Linked DNA regions of Mus musculus: region 2 is linked to region 1. The links are chromatin contacts, called in public HiChIP or PLAC-seq maps. All regions are on one chromosome and are shown on one strand. The core of a region is the stretch at or near the end of the contact, and the rest is flanking DNA. Distances in the headings are between cores, read along the strand shown. Region 1 overlaps Ldb3 (LIM domain binding 3). Region 2 overlaps Bmpr1a (bone morphogenetic protein receptor, type 1A).

Region 1 (5,431 bases), core at 2,182-4,681:
CTTGGGATTCAGCAGTTAGGAGTACTTGCCTAGCATTTTTGAGACTCTGGGCTCTATTCATAGCATCCCTCTCTCAGAAGAGCTCTGGGTTTACACTCTAGTCCTACAACTTCCTAGCTGTGTATCCTTGCTTGAGTAATTAATTCTCTCTGGGCTTGTTTCTTCCTCTAAGAAATGGTATTGGGATTATAAGAATTAGGAAATTATTAGGACTAAGACATGTGAGTGCTTAATTTAGTACATGATATAGTGTGTGTGTGTGTGTGTGTGTGTGTGTGTGTGTGTGTGTGTGTGTGTGAGAGAGAGAGAGGGGGGGGGGGACGGTAGGACAGTGCATCTGGATTCCCAGGTTGGAATGAACTATCAAGTTCATCTCCAGGCCTTTCTGTCACAGGGAAAGCCCTAAAGCAGGTTTCCTGTTGGATGGCAGTGGGCAGGGAGCTGTGATTCTCTGAAGTCACATTACCAGGAATTGAACCTGTTTCTGGTGATAGAATGAATGACATCCTGCCCACCTCAATGGGTGTGGTGGGAACCCCTAGGAGGGACACAGCACAAGCATTTTGTAAAGTTGTAAGTCACAAAATCAGGGTGTTTTCACCCACCTCAACATTCTTACATGGCTTCCCACTGTCCAGAGAGTCCCAACATGCTAGGGACAAGGTGACTTTAGGGGTACTGTTAGAGGAGAGTGGGGAGAGGTGATCCCACAGAACTTCAAAGCAGCTTCATCCCTCTGTTGTAAGATTTAGGGTTCTGTATAAGTCTGTGTAAGCTGTGTCTTTCTCTCTTTGCTTTTCATTTCATTTCTTCTATCCTTTGTTTCCTTCTTGTTTTACAAGCCACAATCCTCTGTGCTGGTCTTTTTTTTTTTTTTTTTGGAAACAGGGTTTCTCTGGCTGTCCCTGGAACTCACTCTGTTGATCATGCTATTCTGGAACCCAGAGTTCTGCTTGGCTTTGCCTCTCAAGTGCTGAGATCAAAGGCCCAGCCAAGCTGTTTGTTTTTTGACATATAGCCCAGGCTAGTCTGGAACTCACTCTGTATTCCAGGTTGGCCTCAACAATTCAGAGATCCTGGTATCTCAGCCTCTTGAGTGCGGGATTACAGACATGTGCCTCCACACCTAGCTCTAAAAGGAATTAGGAATGAAAGCCGTGTGATCGTCAAGCCATGGCCTTATGTACTAAGCACCTGAAAGGCAGTTAGTCTAAATTGAGATGTGCTATTCAGTTTAAAAATCTGAAGACTTAATAAAAGAATATAAAGTATCTTAGTAATAATTATCTTATATTGATTGTATGTTAAAGCTGTTTATTTATTTTTAAATTTAATGTGTGCAGATGTTTGCCTGCATGTATGTCTGTGTACCTCATGCATGCCTAGTACCTAGGGGAAGCCAAAAGCGTGTTGGATTCTCTGGGACTGGAGTAAGTTGGCTGTGGGTCCTGTGGAAGAGTAGCTAGTGCTCTTAACCACGGGTCTGCCTCTTCAGCCCCTTGTTTGTGTGTTGAGCCGGGTCTCTACGTGTTACCCAGCTAGCCTCAAGTGACCTTATTTCTCAGCTTCTGAAATAGCTAGCATGCATCTGAATAGAGTCCAGCTCTGAACCATTTTTAATATACTGAGCTGTGTCTGGAAAAACGTCCCAGTGGTTAAGAGCATGTACTAGTAAAAGACTGGAATTGGATTGCCAACACTCATGTCTCATGGCTTATAACTGCCTTAAACTTAAGCTTCAATGGATTCCACACCTTCTTCTGGCCTATGTAGGCACCTGCGTTCTAGTGTACACACACACACACACACACACACACACACACACACACACACACACGCATTTGAGGCTGAAAAGATGGCTTTGGAGAGATGGCTCAGTGGCTAAGAGCACAAGCTGGGATCCAGGTTCAATTCCCAACCCCCTCGTGGCAGCTTACAACTGTCTGTAACTCCAATTCCAGGGGATCTGACGCCCTCACGTAAAGGCAAAACACCAATGTACACACAATAAAATAAAATATTTTTTAAAAGGTCAGGTGCAGTGGTGCACACCTTTAATCCCAGCTCTAGAGACCTGATCTACAGAGCAAGTTGAGAAACCCTGAATAAAGAACACAAAAAACTCAGAAATTTTCATATGCTGAGCTAAATAAAAATGTATTTAAATCAATTTTACCTGCCTTTTTTTTTTCCTAAAAGTGTCTGCCTCTCGGATGGTTCTTTGCAACAGTGGCTGCCAAGAGCTACTGGCTTTCACAGTGTTGCACAGGAGTTTGTGTAATAGCAAGAGGCAGAGTACTTGCGAGTCAACTTTACAGACAACCTGGAGAGCTTAAGTGGCTACTCGAGGTCAGCCAGCTTGCAAGCTTCCTATCTGAAACGCACCCTAATCAGCTCCTCTAAACCACTCCGAATGCAGAACCAGGCTCCAGCATGCTCCTTCCAAGTAAACCCCGCCCTCGCCCACCTTGCCTCCCTCTCCAACCGCTCCTTCGGTAGGGCAGACATTCTCTTCCTCCTATCCGAGGCTTTCCTGAACCGCCTTCGTTTTCCAAACCCCTACTCAAGGCCCCAGAGAGGAAGGCTGGAATCCTGGACCAGGTTCCTACCTCCTACCCGCTGGGGCTACAAACAGGAGGAGGACTTTCTCTTCCGGGCGGTTCGCCCGGGCAGATCCCTGGGGAGGGGGAAGGAGAAGGGAGAGGACATGCGGGGAGCACGGTCCCCTCTCCTCTCAGCTCCTGCCTGCTTCGCCCCTCTACGCTCCAAATGCCGTAAGAAACCTGATATCCCATCTCCGAGCCCCGGGCTGTTGCTATTTCTACGTGACGGAATTAAGCCGGTTCGAATTAGAAGGTGATATTTCATCTCTAATTGGCACGTTCAAAGGGCTCCTATCGCACTTGGCGGCCCCGGGACTGTGTAATTAAACAACAAGGTGATCTGAGTCACTTAGCCCGGGCTAAGTCGCCGGCAAGCGCCCGGGTCGCCGCCCGGCCCGCAGGCCGACGTGGCCATCCCGGGGACCAAGGTGTCCTCCGCCCACTGGCCCCAGGTGTTCTGGGGAAACGGATGCCCAGCCCAGGCGCCAGAGATAAGATGCCGGCTCGAACCCCGCCCTGCCTCCGTCCCCCACCCCCCGGAAGCTGCGGCCGGGGACTGGCCGCGAGCGGGCTGCTCGTGCTCGGCGGCGCCCAAGTCCCCGCAGCCCAGCAGAGGAGCGGGGTGCGGGCCCGTATCCCCGGCTGGCCTGGCAGCCTACCAGCCGCCCCCGGAGCCCGTTGCCAACCCAGCCTCCCTGGAGAGAAGGAAGGGTGGAGGCAGGCCTCTCCTCTGCTCCAGGCAGGGATGAGTTAACGTCTGCACAGTCTGGGAACCGTGGAAAGGCCTTGGCTCCTGCCGGTCTCCGCCGCCCAGGCCGCTGCGGGAGAAGCGGCTGGAGGGCCCGGCCGCCCCCTGGTGGGCATGCGGGGACAGGACAAGAAAGGTGCCGGGAGGGCCTGCGGTGCTGCTGGGAAAGGTCTGCACCTGACACTACTCCTACCGGCTTCTGCAAACGCCTTCCTGTGTTTCCTGGCCGCACTGAGTGATCATTCTGTCTCCTACGTAGGAGATTTGTACCGCTCCCCTTCCAAAATGCCACCTCAGCCTGTGGAGCTCTGACTTCAGAATTTCCTTTCCTCGGCCCAGAAGTGCAAGAGATGGCATCAGACTACAGATATTATTTTATCTCTGCAGATATAACAAGAGGTTATAGAAATCCTATCTTACTCAAATGAGAAAATTCAGGTCTGAGAGATGAGGTAGTTTGCTTATTCCTTACAGCAGGCTGGGTGTCCCACCCATGCTAAAATGTTTCCTGTCCATACTCAGTTCTGTTGTCGGTGAGCTTCATAAAGCAGGGGACTGATTCTGTCGCTCTAGTCAGGAAAGCCTCAAGAGAAAAGCTTCCTTGGGTCTCATCAATGCCTTATCAGGATGTGTTCTGGAGCCTAGACTTTGTGTTATTCTTTATCCCAAGTCTACTTGGCCAGTTCACACTTGTAGGACACAAGCCCCCTTCCTTCTCCCTTAAAATAACCCGTCTCTTTTCCCTAAGCAGGCCTGTAACTTATTCCCTTCCTCGTTTTACCACAAATGGTTTGTGCATTGGAAAAGTGTGTGTGTGTGTGTGTGTGTTCATGGGGTGAGGTCATAGGGTATTTGGGAAATGACACCTTTCATTCGATTTTGCTATGAACTGAAAACTGATCTTTAAAAAGTCTATTAAAAACTGGGTGTGGTGGCACATGCGTATAATCCCAGGACTTGGGAGGTCCAGGAAGGAGGATCAACAATCAGCCTGGTCTACCTGAGCTACCCTGCCAACAAACACACACACACAAAGTCTATTAAGATTTTATGTGTAAAGCAGAGCATAGTGGCACATGCCTTTAATCCCAGCATTGGGGAGACAGAGCCTGATCTACATATGGCGTTCCCGGACAGTCAGGACCACATAGAGATCTCATCTCAAAAGCAAAACAAACTATATAGAGAGACCATATAGTCCATAGTAGTTTTGAGTGAAGAAAAACATTTGTATTGTAATAGTAAATGAAAAATCATCATTGCTTTTTATAAATTCAAGATGAATATATATATATATATATATATATATATATATACATATATATGCATGCTGGACGTGTATTTTTTTAAAGATTTATTTATTTTATGCATATGAATACACTGTTGCTGTCCTCAGACACACCAGAAGAGGGCATCAGATCCCATTACAGATGGTTGTGAGCCACCATGTGGTTACTGGCAATTGAACTAAGGACCTCTGGAAGAGCAGTCAGTGCTCTTACCCACTGAGCCATCTCTCCAGCCCCAGAAGTATAATGTTTACTTGGAAAGTATATACATACCTAAAATCCTATTTTATCAACCTATGGAATGGCTATCAAGGGATAATTAAAGGAATACTTAAGGCTCACTCCCTGTGTGTGCACAGCTGCCGGAGTATAGAGTGTAAGCTCATGACCTCTTCCTGTTACTCTATGATTACCCTCCTGCCTCGGGTGTGTGTGTGTGTGTGTGTGTGTGTGATGCTAGGGATTGAGCCCAGAGGCCTCACCCATACTAGGCATACACTCTACCACCAGGTTAACACCTCCATCTATCTATCCCATTTCTTTATTGGTTGAATGTATCCTCATGGCAAGTTCAAGTCAGGCACATACAAAGGAGAAAGTCTGCCACAGCCCTGCCCTCCTAAAGTTCAGGGTCAGAACGCAACAGGAAGAAAGACTGTGAGTAGACTCGGGGCTTGGCTGTCAAGGGCCTTCCTATGGGCATAGCCGTAGTACATAGGACCTTCCTCTAACTGGGAAAAGACCTGCTAGAGAGCCCTGAGATTCTTGGCACAATGGCTGGCAGGAAGCCC
Region 2 (5,431 bases), core at 1,120-3,619, 66 kb before region 1:
TTTTAGTAATTGTTTATGTGAAAGCCCTTTACAGCCTTCATTTATCTGCGACAGCAAGAGACTGAACAAGAGCAGAACTGCTATGCTTCTTGCTGGTTCTAAAGCACAAGTGATCAATGCACTCAACTTTATTTTATGCCAAGAAAAGTGTTCATCAAAATATGACTCTAAATTTATTCCATATCAAGTACAAATAAATTTACATTTAATGGCATGGCTAAACTATTTTTGACTTCTCAAGGACTGTGTTATTTTTTAAAACACTCTGCCTGAACAAAAATCTTTTTGCTTACCTGCTAAATTATATAAAAGGCCTTTAGGCGGAAAAGTAAGTAGCACATTGGAAAATACTGAGTTAGGGTGGTCTGTAGGGGCTGGCAGGGTGGACACTGAAGCGTGTGCACACTCTAGGCTGGCTCCACACTAGCAGTGAACAAACAATGTCGAACTTAATCGATCTTCCTTCTATTTTCCATCACAGCAACACCCACCAGTAATTTAACCTCTCAAAAAAATAAGAATAACAATCCGCATCTTCGTGCCATTAATGAGGAAAGGGACTTACTTATTGTTACCAGCTAAGGAGGGAAAACCCAATCGCTTTTTAAAGAGTGGCTTTTGTTTAATATGTAATAATATTTGAGAGCCAAACATTGGATACCTAGGCAGCCAATTACAAACTAAGATTTTACTGTGATTCCATTATGTAAGATTAAAATTCCAACTAGTGTTTTAAGAACAATTAGTCTTACTTATCCAATGGCCTTAGTATTGATCTTGCTTCTACAATGACAACAGTAATTAGCTCCTAAGAAGTTGTCAGAAAAGAAAATAATTAAGATTTTTAAACAGATACATCTGGATTTTCAGACTAGTTACTCAAAGCATCATGCAAGTTTAAGTATTTTTAGTTTTCTTTTCATCATTTTCCACTTCTCATAATAAAGGAAATAAGTTTATCTGAAAATGTATTAAAGGTTAAGGAAAACCCTGCTAGCCAAAGATGTAAAGAATTTTCTGAAAACTGACAAAAAAAATTATAAAGTTTTCTAACAAACATCAAAGTACTTCTTCATGCAGCTCTGTGAGCTAGTCAAGTCACATACTTGTATTTAAGACAAACACAAGAATGTGGTAGAGTATCTCTGAACTTTAGTTTCTAGACCAAGTCTTAAATGTTATTCCAATACATGCTGGAAAGCAGTATCACCTTCTCTTAGCAAAGAAATGAGGTCGGTGGCTTAACTGCTTCCAGTCCAATAACAAGAGCAATTGTTAGCTGGCATACATCAGGCCACGAGTCAACCCAGATTGTGGTAGCTAATGATGACCCTTGAAAAGACAGGCCAGGGCTGGTGAGATGGCTCAGTGGGTAAGAGCATCCGACTGCTCTTCTGAAGGTCTGAAGTTCAAATCCCAGCAACCACATGGTGGCTCACAACCATCCATAATGAGATCTGACTCCCTCTTCTGGAGTGTCTGAAGATAGCTACAGTGTACTTATATATAATAAAAATAAATAAAAAAAGAAAAACAAAAAAAATTAAAAAAAAAAGAAAGAAAGAAAAGACAGGCCATTCTAATCCTTGGAACCTGTGAACATGTTACTTAAAATGGCAAAACAGACAGCAAATGTGACCACAAAATTCGAGATGGGGAGATTACCCATCTAATAGCTTGTGTTCCCAAAAGTAGGAATACCCTTTCTGTCTCTGGGAACAGAATGGGAAGAAAAGGTCTGAGAGTTGAGCTTGCTGACTATGAAGATAAGCAAGCAGCAGGTCACAGGGCAAGCAATGCGGCAGTCTCTAAAGTCTGGAAAAGGTATAGAACTACTTCAGTCTCTTAGCGCTTCCAAAAAGGAATAAATAATACAGCCTCTGAAGACATCTTCATCTAGACTGATGAGGCGCATGTTGGACTCCCCTATGGAACTGTCAGAGTATGTTTGTACTCTAAACCAGAATGCACATAGAAAACTAACAAACCAATCAGACTACTAATTGGCTGTTCTGTATTTTAAACTATTGTCTTGCAATATATTTTTTAAAAATCTGTCAGTTGAGAAAATATATTATTCAGAAAGTCAGAAGTGTTGCCTCTCTCCAAATAAAATAAAAATAAAAATACAGTTCACAAACATGGCACAGGCCAAGAGTTGATTCAACATCTAACAGAATGTCATTCTGTTGCTTAGTGATATTCTGGGCCAATGATCTGCTTTTGAAACTTTGCTATCCTATTCCTACCAAATACACACCCTGAAATTGCAAAGCACAGAATTCCTTTGTCTTTCCACACTGTGAGCTCACACTCTCTGCCTGTCTGTCTCTCTGTCTGTGTGTGTGTGTTGGGGGGGTGTGGGGGATATGAATATATCAAGGAATGTAACTGGCTCAAGCAGCCACAAGAGGTTCAGTCAGTCACTCAACATACTAATTAAAGAGGCAAGCAATGATGAAAAGCAGACATCTAGTCAATGTGTTGGGAAGGGAAGCAAACCGTTTCAATGATCCCGATTATTCCTTGGGGAACGGATATGAGCCTTAGGTTTAAAGTGGAGAGGCACTGGAGCAAGGAGCAGAGGGGCACAAATTAGCAGTCAGTCCCAGTGACTACTGCTTCAGCTCTGGCACTGCAAAGTAGTCCATTATTATTGTGTAAGAGGACAAACTGCTTCTTAGGAGATGATCCAACACAAGCCCCCCCATCATGAATAAATGTCCTACAAGGAGTGCAAAAACTGGCATCCTAGGCGACTGCAGCCTTAGGACAATGACATAGCTAGCTATGCTTATTTCCATAAAGTAGGATGAGATAGGAGAGTTGACACTACATCCTTAGTGAGTATTATGCCTGCGCAGTCAGGCCGGAGGCTGACTTGAAGTAAAGCAGACTCAACATGAGGGCAGAGGGGATAAAAAGCCTAGGGGCTTTACCCTCTGCTTAGGTATCCTATGGGCCCAAACTGGGAGTTGATATTTCTTTTGTAAAAAACCTTTTTAAGTGCCTAAAAACACATAGCATGGCTGGGAAAAAAAAAAAAAAGATGTGAATTGACAATCAAGAAGAATGAACTTGGGGCTGGAGAGATGGCTCAGTGGTTAAGAGCACTGACTGTTCTTCCAAAGGTCCTGAGTTCAAATCCCAGCAACCACATGGTGGTTTACAACTATCCGTAATGACATCTGACGCCCTCTACTGGTGTGTCTGAAGTCACCTACAGTGTACTTACATATAAATAATAAATAAATATTTTTTTTAAACATGTTTAAAAAAAAAGAAGAATGAACTCAAAAAACAAAGATAGTGAACATTTGCATAACAGTGAGGGAATGGAATTAATGAGCAGAACGTTCAACACTGAATGTAGTTCAAAGAATATTGGCCAAGGAAGAGTGATAGATAAAACAAACTGAGTAAGTTAGTCCTTAGCTTCCACACTGCTATTATTACATTAACACATGGGGAAACAGCATAAAACAGCATTTACGTAATTTTGCAAAGTCACACAGCTAAAAAGTAACAAAGATAGGATTCAAATCCAAATATTGTGAATTCAATCCCCAGCACTAAAAAGAGAAGAGGGGTTAGGCGTGGTGGTTCACACCTTTAATCCCAGCACTTGGGAAGTAGGGGAAGGCAGATAGGTTTGAGGCCTGCCTCTGAGTTGGAAGCCAGCCTGGTTGACAAATTGAGTTCCAGTACAGCCAGGGCTACACAAAGAAACCCTATCTCAAACAAAACAAAACGAAAAAGAAAGGAAGGAAGAGAAGGGAGGGGAATATGAAGAGGAAGGGGGGAAAGAAGAAAAGAAAGGAAAGTGGGGCTAGTCTTAGACATTGGTTACTTTACTCTGCTGCCGTAGTTATGCTACTAATTCCTTCAGACAGGAGTAAGTCCTAGCTCACGGACACAGCAGCAGACAGAAGTCACTTGATAAGCACTGACTAGCACAGATGGCAGGTTCTGGACTAGACATTTCTCTTACCTGAGCTGAATTCTCCCGAGAGCTCAGTGAGCTCTACCACTGTTTTTACAGATGGAAAACCTGAGGTTAAGGTTACATGACCTTAAATAGAACTCCAAATATCTGACCATCACTGGCCTCAACTTTTTCATTTGTGGATTCAACTGCAAACCCTATCTAAGCTCTGACGTAGGTGCTCGTGGTGGTGTCTGCTGGTTTGAGCGTATGCATGAGCAAATGCAGGTGCACACGCACTTACCTGTATGGCCATGAGCGTGAGGCCACAGGTCTTCCCTGGATTGTTCTCTTAGTTTATAAAATGAGACCCAGGACAGCCAAGGCTACTACTCAGAGAAACCCTGTCTTGAAAAACCAAAAAGGAAAAAAAAAAAAGAAAAAAGAAAAAAAAAAAAACCCCTTTCAAAATCTCTTCTAAGTTATGCACTGAAGATGTTATCATAATTCACCATTAAATATTTGTTGTTGCCAAGGATCAAACCCTTCCATTCGCCACTGAACTATACCTCAGCACCAAAATATTTTTAATTTTTAGCAGCTAACAATATATTGCTGAATAAATGACTTGAACATTTCTTCATTTTTGTTAAAATTAAAAGAAAAAAAAGCTTAACTGCTAAGCCATCTCTCTAACCATTTTGAAGATTAAGATTTTGTTTCATTTTTGGAAACAAAATTCAGATACTATAAAATCCCCCCTTTGATAACTCTAAGTAGATACAACAAAAAGACCACTACTAATTCCAGAACATTCTCACCCCATGAAAACAAAATCATAGTCCTACTCAGATTCCCCACCACTGGCACCCCAGAAAGGCTATGTTTTTTTCTTCCAATTTCTTTAAATGAACTCAAATAAACATGTGGTCTTTTGTGAAGGACGTACTCACTGTTTTTCTTTCGGATGAGGATTAGCTAGTCTAGGCTGGCTCTGAACTTGCTTTGAAACCGATAAAGACTTTAACTTCTGAGCCTCCACATCCCGAGGACTGGGAAGCCATGCATTTCCAGGTTGGTTTGAGAGAGGCTAGAGTGGAATGCAGAGAGGATCATGCGCGCTGAGCAAGCGCTCTGCCAACTGAGCTACTACATTACTACCCCCTGCAGGATGTTTTCAAGTTAGTCCTCATTGTAGCATAAAGTTGGTATTTCATTTTTCATAGGTGCTGTTTTACTGCCCAGAGAAAGATCAAATTTATTCTTTAGGTAATGAATATCGAGGCTGTTTCTAACACTTGGTAGTTATGAATGAAGTTGTGAACTTTCCCTGAACAATTTCTGTTTTGTTTCATGACAGGTCTTACAATGTAGTCCAGGCCTCAAACACAAACCTTATGCTCACATGTAGGCTTCTGTGTTAAAGTGTGATTTGCATTCTCTTGGGTGCATACCAAAAATATGAAACTGCTAGGTTGCAGGGTAATTCTATGTTTAAGGTTTTTC

What was found. HiChIP or PLAC-seq counts read pairs in DNA pulled down with a chosen protein or histone mark.
Region 2: a contact with region 1 is called in an H3K4me3 HiChIP or PLAC-seq map of stem cell-derived neural progenitor cells, with 2.3 times the contacts expected there. The contact joins two enhancer-like sites. A contact is called at or near these places in 9 of 484 Hi-C or Micro-C datasets (CD8 T cells, the G1E-ER4 cell line, LSK cells and 6 more), 22 of 115 datasets of contacts at active chromatin or transcription factors (cardiomyocytes, craniofacial prominence, embryonic fibroblasts and 12 more) and 2 of 9 other capture datasets (adipose tissue and liver).

The regions. Positions count from the first base shown.
Region 1 is chr14:34,546,125-34,551,555 of GRCm38.p6, forward strand. All of the region lies in intron 10 of Ldb3 (LIM domain binding 3), which reads right to left. Among named protein-coding and RNA genes, the nearest start is that of 9230112D13Rik, 26 kb to the left of the region's middle. Within about 2 kb of position 3,432, at least 292 of the 459 cell types and tissues checked have an H3K27ac peak or open chromatin away from gene starts, as enhancers often do. A contact at or near this core is called in adipose tissue, forebrain and stem cell-derived neural progenitor cells, where this site is marked.
Region 2 is chr14:34,481,327-34,486,757 of GRCm38.p6, forward strand. All of the region lies in intron 1 of Bmpr1a (bone morphogenetic protein receptor, type 1A), which reads right to left. Among named protein-coding and RNA genes, the nearest start is that of Bmpr1a, 19 kb to the right of the region's middle. Within about 2 kb of position 2,370, at least 28 of the 459 cell types and tissues checked have an H3K27ac peak or open chromatin away from gene starts, as enhancers often do. A contact at or near this core is called in adipose tissue, forebrain and stem cell-derived neural progenitor cells, where this site is marked.